Linked DNA regions of Mus musculus: region 2 is linked to region 1. Evidence: chromatin contacts called from public promoter capture Hi-C data. All regions are on one chromosome and are shown on one strand. Each heading gives the region's core, a stretch centred on a gene start, on an enhancer-like site or on the middle of the called end of the contact. The rest is flanking DNA. Distances are from core to core; before and after follow the strand shown.

The links. Capture Hi-C pulls out chosen DNA fragments and counts their contacts.
Region 2: a promoter capture Hi-C map of liver shows a contact between it and region 1. The contact joins the promoter of Trmt13 here to the promoter of Cdc14a in region 1. A contact is called at or near these places in 7 of 39 promoter capture datasets (the C10 cell line, cranial neural crest, embryonic stem cells and 4 more), 1 of 15 datasets of contacts at CTCF or cohesin (the NIH/3T3 cell line), 1 of 484 Hi-C or Micro-C datasets (pre-pro-B cells), 3 of 115 datasets of contacts at active chromatin or transcription factors (embryonic stem cells, pancreatic cancer cells and pro-B cells) and 3 of 9 other capture datasets (adipose tissue, liver and pancreatic islet).

Annotation. Positions count from the first base shown.
Region 1 is chr3:116,422,249-116,425,460 of GRCm38.p6, forward strand. It overlaps Cdc14a (CDC14 cell division cycle 14A), which reads right to left and starts at 1,784. Exons shown (of 16, transcript NM_001080818.2): 1 at 1,189-1,784; 2 at 319-409. The coding sequence starts at 1,237. Gm40125 (a long non-coding RNA gene) reads left to right here and starts at 2,003. Exons shown (of 3, transcript XR_867571.3): 1 at 2,003-2,435.
Region 2 is chr3:116,613,116-116,616,327 of GRCm38.p6, forward strand. Trmt13 (tRNA methyltransferase 13) reads right to left here and starts at 1,472. Exons shown (of 12, transcript NM_030016.3): 1 at 644-1,472. Sass6 (SAS-6 centriolar assembly protein) reads left to right here. Exons shown (of 17, transcript NM_028349.3): 8 at 791-982.

The DNA of each region.
Region 1 (3,212 bases), core at 534-3,033:
CACAAATACCTAGTGACTGATTCACAGGCCAATTACAGGTCTGGTGATGACACCAGGTATGACGGCCTGGTGCTACTCTGGGGAGTGTGAGGAACCCAGACGTGCTGTGGGAGGAGGAAGAATTAATATCGTGAAGTTCTAAAAGGACTGCAGTGTTAACAGGACCAAACTACGTACAGTGTGCATCCCTCCCCAAGCTATAGAAAGCTAGTAATACCTTCGGAACTCTTTGGGAAAAGTGAAGGAACCCGATTATCAAAGAACCAACAAACTAACTAGTTCAGGGGGTGCTAAAAAAAAAAGTAGGGGGGGACTTACTTTTCATAGACCAGCTCCTCGTCGATGGAGAAATAGTGGATATTTATTGTGCTTTTTGGTCTATTCCTTAAAGTAGCAAAATATAATCGATCTGAAAGACAAGTTTAAAAGACAGAACATGAGAAGCAGGGACGCGAGACTGAGAGTGCAGATCATGCACAAAGGATTAATAACTGCTACACATCGTTTAAAGACCTTTAACACGTGGGATTCTTGGAGAAACAGGATCTTCCAGAAAGCTACAGAGCCCCAAAAGCACATCTTGCTAAGAGGCTAGAAGACCCAGCAGGGGGCAGAGCATCTTCTGAGTTCCCTCACCCCCTGGTTGCGTGCGGGCGGGTGCAGACAGGAGCTGTGGGTACCCGCAAAACTGGAGACACAAGTTTGGTTCGGAAACCTTCAGACCTCAGCTGCGGTGGAATGGGAAAAGAGGCGAGCTTCTGCCGCTGCAGCTTAGCAGACTTCAAGAGGAAGGAAGGAAAGATAGGGGGGTGTGGTTGGGGGTAGGGGGTGTCCCAAAAACACGGGCCAGCCACCGAGGAAGTAGAGAGTTAGCGGATGGAGGATTAAAACCAGCAGGCTCCCCACCAAGATAGGTTTGCAGGAGGATCCCAAGCAGAGAAGCCTGCACTGTCCGGGTACGAGGAAGCTGCAGAGGGAGTGAGAACGCGAAAAAAGAAGCCGGAAGCAGGGGGTCCTCCGGGAGTTGAGTAGCGAGAAGGGGCCCGAGCGCCGAGCCGCAGTACTGAGGGACACAGGGCCCGAAAAGAAACCCAGCATAGAGGCTTGGGACAAAGGGGTGAGCCGTGAGGAGTTGGGGGGGGGGAGTGGCGTGGAAGGGCCGGAGGATGCCGGGTGGCTGCTCCTCACCTTTCATGAACTCGCAAGCCCCGATTAGTTCCCCAGACTCCGCTGCCATCTTAAGCGAGATCCGCACGGGGGAGGGCTGGGTCGTGGCCAGCTGAGGTCACCCGCCCCCGGGGGCTTCCCCACTGCCCAAGAGCTGGGAGCTCGCGGTCCCAATCACCGAGCCTGCCTGAGGGAGGAGGCAGTCGCCCAAGGCGGAGGCAGCTGCAGGGTCAGCGCGTGGGGCGCCCCGGGGACATTCCGTGGGGAACCGAACCCGCTGGGCGCGGGACGCACACGCCCCGGGCTGTAACCGCTGTGATCCGGACTCTGCGGCGGCGGCGGCTGCTGCTGCTTCTCGAGCTGCAGCTCCTCCTTCTCGCGCTGCACCGTCTCCACCAAACCTGGACGGCGCACACCAGCTCCCAAGGCCGGGCAAAGTCTTTCCCCGGCTCCCAAAGTGATCATGGAGGACAAGACGTTTGGCCCGGATCGCGCCCGTGGCCACTCGTGCGGCAGCGGGCAGGACTCCGGAGGTGTCCGCGGGGCTAGTAGCAGCTGCTCAGACTCCTCCTTCGCCACCTCCTTTCAGCAGCAACTCTTCCTCCCTCTCCTCCTCCTCCTCCTCTTAGGTCCGCCCCCAGACCTGCCTCCCCGCCCTCCCTCGTCCCCCTCCACTTTCACCACTCCGCGGCCATCCCTTAAAGGGACAGCTCGGCTCCTTTCTCTGAGCCGGCCTCGGGCCCCAGTTACCAGGCGCCCCGCGGGTCACTAGGAGCCAGTTGCTAAGGCTTTGTTGCCTTTCACCAATTGCTACACAGGAAACTTGGCCCTCTGCCTGGGTGGGGTGGGGGTGGGGTGGATGTCAGGCGGAGCCACAAACTTATGAATGAAAAAGGATGGGTAGAGAGGAGTGAATGCCTCCCAGGAAGCTGCGACTGCCTGGCGGGCTGAGATGCTGTCTCCACGTCTGCACCGGCTAGCTCTTCTTCCACACCAGATTTTTTTTTGTCTCTCAAGCTCTTTCCTGCTTCACTCAGTTTCTTCTAAACTCGCGCGCGCGCACACACACACACACACACACAGAGACACACACGCACGCGCGCGCAGACACACACATTGAAAAACCTCAGACCTTCTCCATGTCGGGTCGTACCGCTAGCTATCTTTCCACCAACCCCTATTCTCACCACTATCGGATCTGTGTCTTTATAACCAATTTTCAAAAGAAGCGATACCTCCTAGCTCCTGAGTACACGGACTGATGCCCTGTAAGTACTAGAGTCTGCTCTCACCTAGGCTTTGTTCTCAAGGGGGAAAAAAATTCCCGTCCAGTTCTCCAAGTCCTTTCATTTTGGCCACAGGTGTGAGCGCAAAATTACACCAGAAGTGTAAGGCTCTAGTCTCGGACTGTAGGCTATCCTAGGCGAAGGGAGAAGAGGGAAAAGGATCTCTTGTCCACAAGAGAAATGAACAGAAGATTTCTGTAGTCTTGGCTGGAGCGTTGCAAAGGAGTACAAAGGCTCCTCTCCAGGAGGCCCCGGACTTGTTCGGCAACGTTTTGATCCAGTTTGGAGAACTTTAATGCTGGGAGCCCTAGGGACGGAACTAGTGGCCAGCCCTTCCCTTACGAAAATGGCGCTACTGAACCACTATCACCAGAGCATGCGCTCTGAGTGGTTTCTCCTTGAAACGGGGATTTGTGCAAGCCTTTGAAAGCTCGCAGTTGCGTGTTGACCTCTAGGGAGAGAGGGGGCGCTCGAGCAAAGTGCCGGCTGAAGCAACTTGGAACACTGACTCCAGGGAGGCAATTCTTAGGCCATTCTTCTGCTCTGCCGGCTTTCCATAAAGCTAAACAAGCACAAAACTAAGTGGATACTACTTTGATATACTGGAAAGTTATTCAGAGCATCTCGGTAATTCTAGCCAAACACATCCTTGGTAAGGGAGTTAAAAAGACACCCTCTCCTTACATTCAAAAGTTAACCCCGAAAAAGAAACAGACTTTACAACTGTAAAAGTCCTGAAAGTTGTAATGAGCCTTGAAC
Region 2 (3,212 bases), core at 222-2,721, 190 kb after region 1:
TCCAATACTATAACTATATATATATGTTATACATATATATACTATATACAGTATATGTATGTATACTATATACATATATGTATGTGTGTGTATATATATGTGATGCAGACAGTTGTAGAGTGTTGTTTAGGGAATAATAGCAGAAAAATCTGTACATCACAATACAGATAAAACTACATGGTACAAGAGTGAGCCATTGGGTAAATGACACTCCAGCGATGAGTTCTGAGTGACTGAGATCTGTGGCACAGGGCTCTAGTGAGTGTAGCTGCATACTTCCCCTCCTCCTTTGAGACAGGGTCTCTGTGTAACCCTGGCTGTCCTGGAACTCAGATTCTCTGCCCTCTACCTTCCGAGTGCTAGGATTAAAGGAGTTTACCCGCATGCCTGGGCCCCCCTCTTTTTTTTTTTTTTTTTTTTATTTACATTTTTATTAAATAATATTTGTGACTGGGGATTTTATATATTTTTGCTCCCTCCAAGTAAGACTGTCTACTTGTACTCTGGTTAGGCTATTTTTTAAGACAGAGTATTGTGTAGCCCAGGCTGGCCTCAGTCTTGCTGTGTAGCAGGGAGTGACTTTGAAGTTCTGGTCCTTGGATCACACCTTCTCAGGGTTGGGAATTACCTTTGTTTACCTTACCTGCTCTTTCGTGAAATCTGTAATTAGACTTCTTCTAAGCAGGGAAATTGGAAAACGATGAAGAAATTAGGATGAAGAAATGATGTTTTGTTTTTTCTGATCTTTATACTTCTGCTCTTTCTCCTTTGACATACTGCTCTATAATAGACCCAAGTTCAGTGCCAACAGCAGCACGAGCAACAGAAAAAGGAACTGGAAACCCTCCATCAACGGAATATCCACCAGCTACAAAGCAGATTGTCCGAGTTAGAGGCAGCTAATAAAGAGCTCACCGAGAGGAAGTATAAAGGAGACTCGACTGTCCGAGAGCTAAAGGCGAAGCTGGCTGGCGTGGAAGAGGTATCCCGTGCTGGCTGCTGTTGCGGGCTCCCTCGGCTTTAGTGTGGCTACTGTGCTGCTCAGTGGCTGCTGTTCCCTTGGATGCTCTGCACAGAACTTCTGTCCCTACAGTGATCATCTCACTGCAGAGAAAACAGGGAGTGGCAAGTGTGATGACGGAGCTGGTTCAGGACAGCATGGAAACAGACTGGGTATTTTAGTGTGGAGTTGGAATATTCACGGGAGCAGCCCTCAGATCCTTTCAGTTCCTTTTAATATTACTGCAGTGTCTGTGTCTCACAGCGTTGGCAAGTGTAGTCCAGCAGCTCTATGAAGTGGAACGACCAGTGAGGATACTACTGCTAGACAGTAGCTGTTGCTTACTGAGCATGTGCGAGGTAACCACAGACACTGTGGAAGTGACTTCCAGAAATGAACCCCGTATTTAGGTGCCACCCTTAACCTCACTGCAGAGATGCTGAGGCTGCAACACAGAGTTCTGTTGTTACTCGCTTGCTCCAGCCAGGGAAAGAGAGGGGTGTAACCCGGCTGTTGTTTGCCTGTCTTTCTTTCCAGCACACAGAAATGTTTGTTTTGCCCTGCTGGGGTTTAACCCAGGGCCTTCTGCATACTTGGCAAGTGCTCTGCAGTGAGCTTCAAACCTTGCACATCAGAGAAATGTAAACAGTGTTGGTGTTTGCTACAGCACATCTGTGCGTGCCTTGGCACGAGTGATAGTCTCTATTAGTAGAAGTTATTTTCAGATTTATTTGTATGTATTTTGAGACAGGGTTTCCTGTGTCCCCGAGATTGGCTTCAGACTCCTGATCTCAAAGCGGCTTTGCCTTACTTAGTAGGTGGACCAGAGGCCTGTGCCGCCATTTCTGATTTTTGTTTGTTTGCTTTGTTTTTTGAGATAGAGTTTCTGTGTATTCCTGGAAGTCCTGGAACTCTGTAGACCAAGCTAGCTTTGAACTCAGAGATCTGCTTACCTCTAACTCCCAAGTGATGGGATTAAAGGTGTGTGGCACCATGCTTAGCTTGTTTCTGGTTGTTAAGGTCTTTGTGTTTAACAACAGAGATAATCAACATTCTGTTTCATTATAATGTTTAGACGCTAAAGCTCCACCCATTTTATGTGTAGATCCTTGAAACATTCTGCACCAACAATAGCTGTGTGTGTGGATTTCTATCCTATACCCTTCCTGTAGTAGTGCAGCATTTCTGACATCACACTTGGTACCTTAGTAGATCAATGGCTTCATTATAATGCTATATGATTTCTCCCATCTAAATCCCCAAACTAGCTAGTATATTAATAATCTTACTATGTTGTTTGTTTTTGTTTTGGGGATTTTTTTTGGTTTTGGTTTTTCCAGTGAGAGTTTTCTGTGTAGCCCTGGCTGCCCTGGAACTCTGTAGATAAGGCTGGCCTCAAACTCAGAGATTGTCCTTTATCTCTCTCTCTCTCTCTCTCTCTCTCTCTCTCTCTTGAGTGCAGGGATTAAAGGCTTGTGCTGCCACCACCACCTGGCAATTATGTTTTTATATAACCTCATTGTGGTAGTTATCTTTGTACCGGTGACAAAATATTACGTAAACAACTTAAGGGAGAGGCATTTATTTTGGCTCACCATTTCAGAAGCTTCATTTTGGCTGTGCATAGGATTCAGTGCCTTGGAGTTGGGACATGTGGTACTCATTTCACATGGACAGAAAGTGGTTAGGGGAACTGTGACAACACAGTGACATGCCAGGATACATCTCTTGAGGACATGTTTCCAGCGACTTGACTTCCTTTACTAAGCCCCACTTCCACATTTCCACAACCTCCCAATACAGTGCCTCCAGCTGAAGATCCAGCCTGCGGGGACATTTCCTGTTTAAGCTGTAACTTCACATCGTCTCTTCCAAGGTTTGCAGAGCACCCGTGGAGAGTCGCTTCTGCCTGAGGAACCTTGCTTTATCACTGAGGGTTCGGTTTCATAACTGTGTGAGGTTAAACATTGTAGGCAGCAGTGTCCTACAGTGATTATCATTTATTGGATATTTACTGTGTGCAGTCAGTATGTTAGGCAGTTTACATAAGGATTTTTGAAATATTTGGGGGGATTTATATGTTAGATCACTGGCCTTTTGCTGCCAGATACCAGGCCATGAATGTTTGTAAGAGATAGGCTCGCCATGCTATGGTCTTGCAGACTTCCCCATCCACAGCTTCGAGACAAGGTTATGGTCCTCCCTAGTGCCT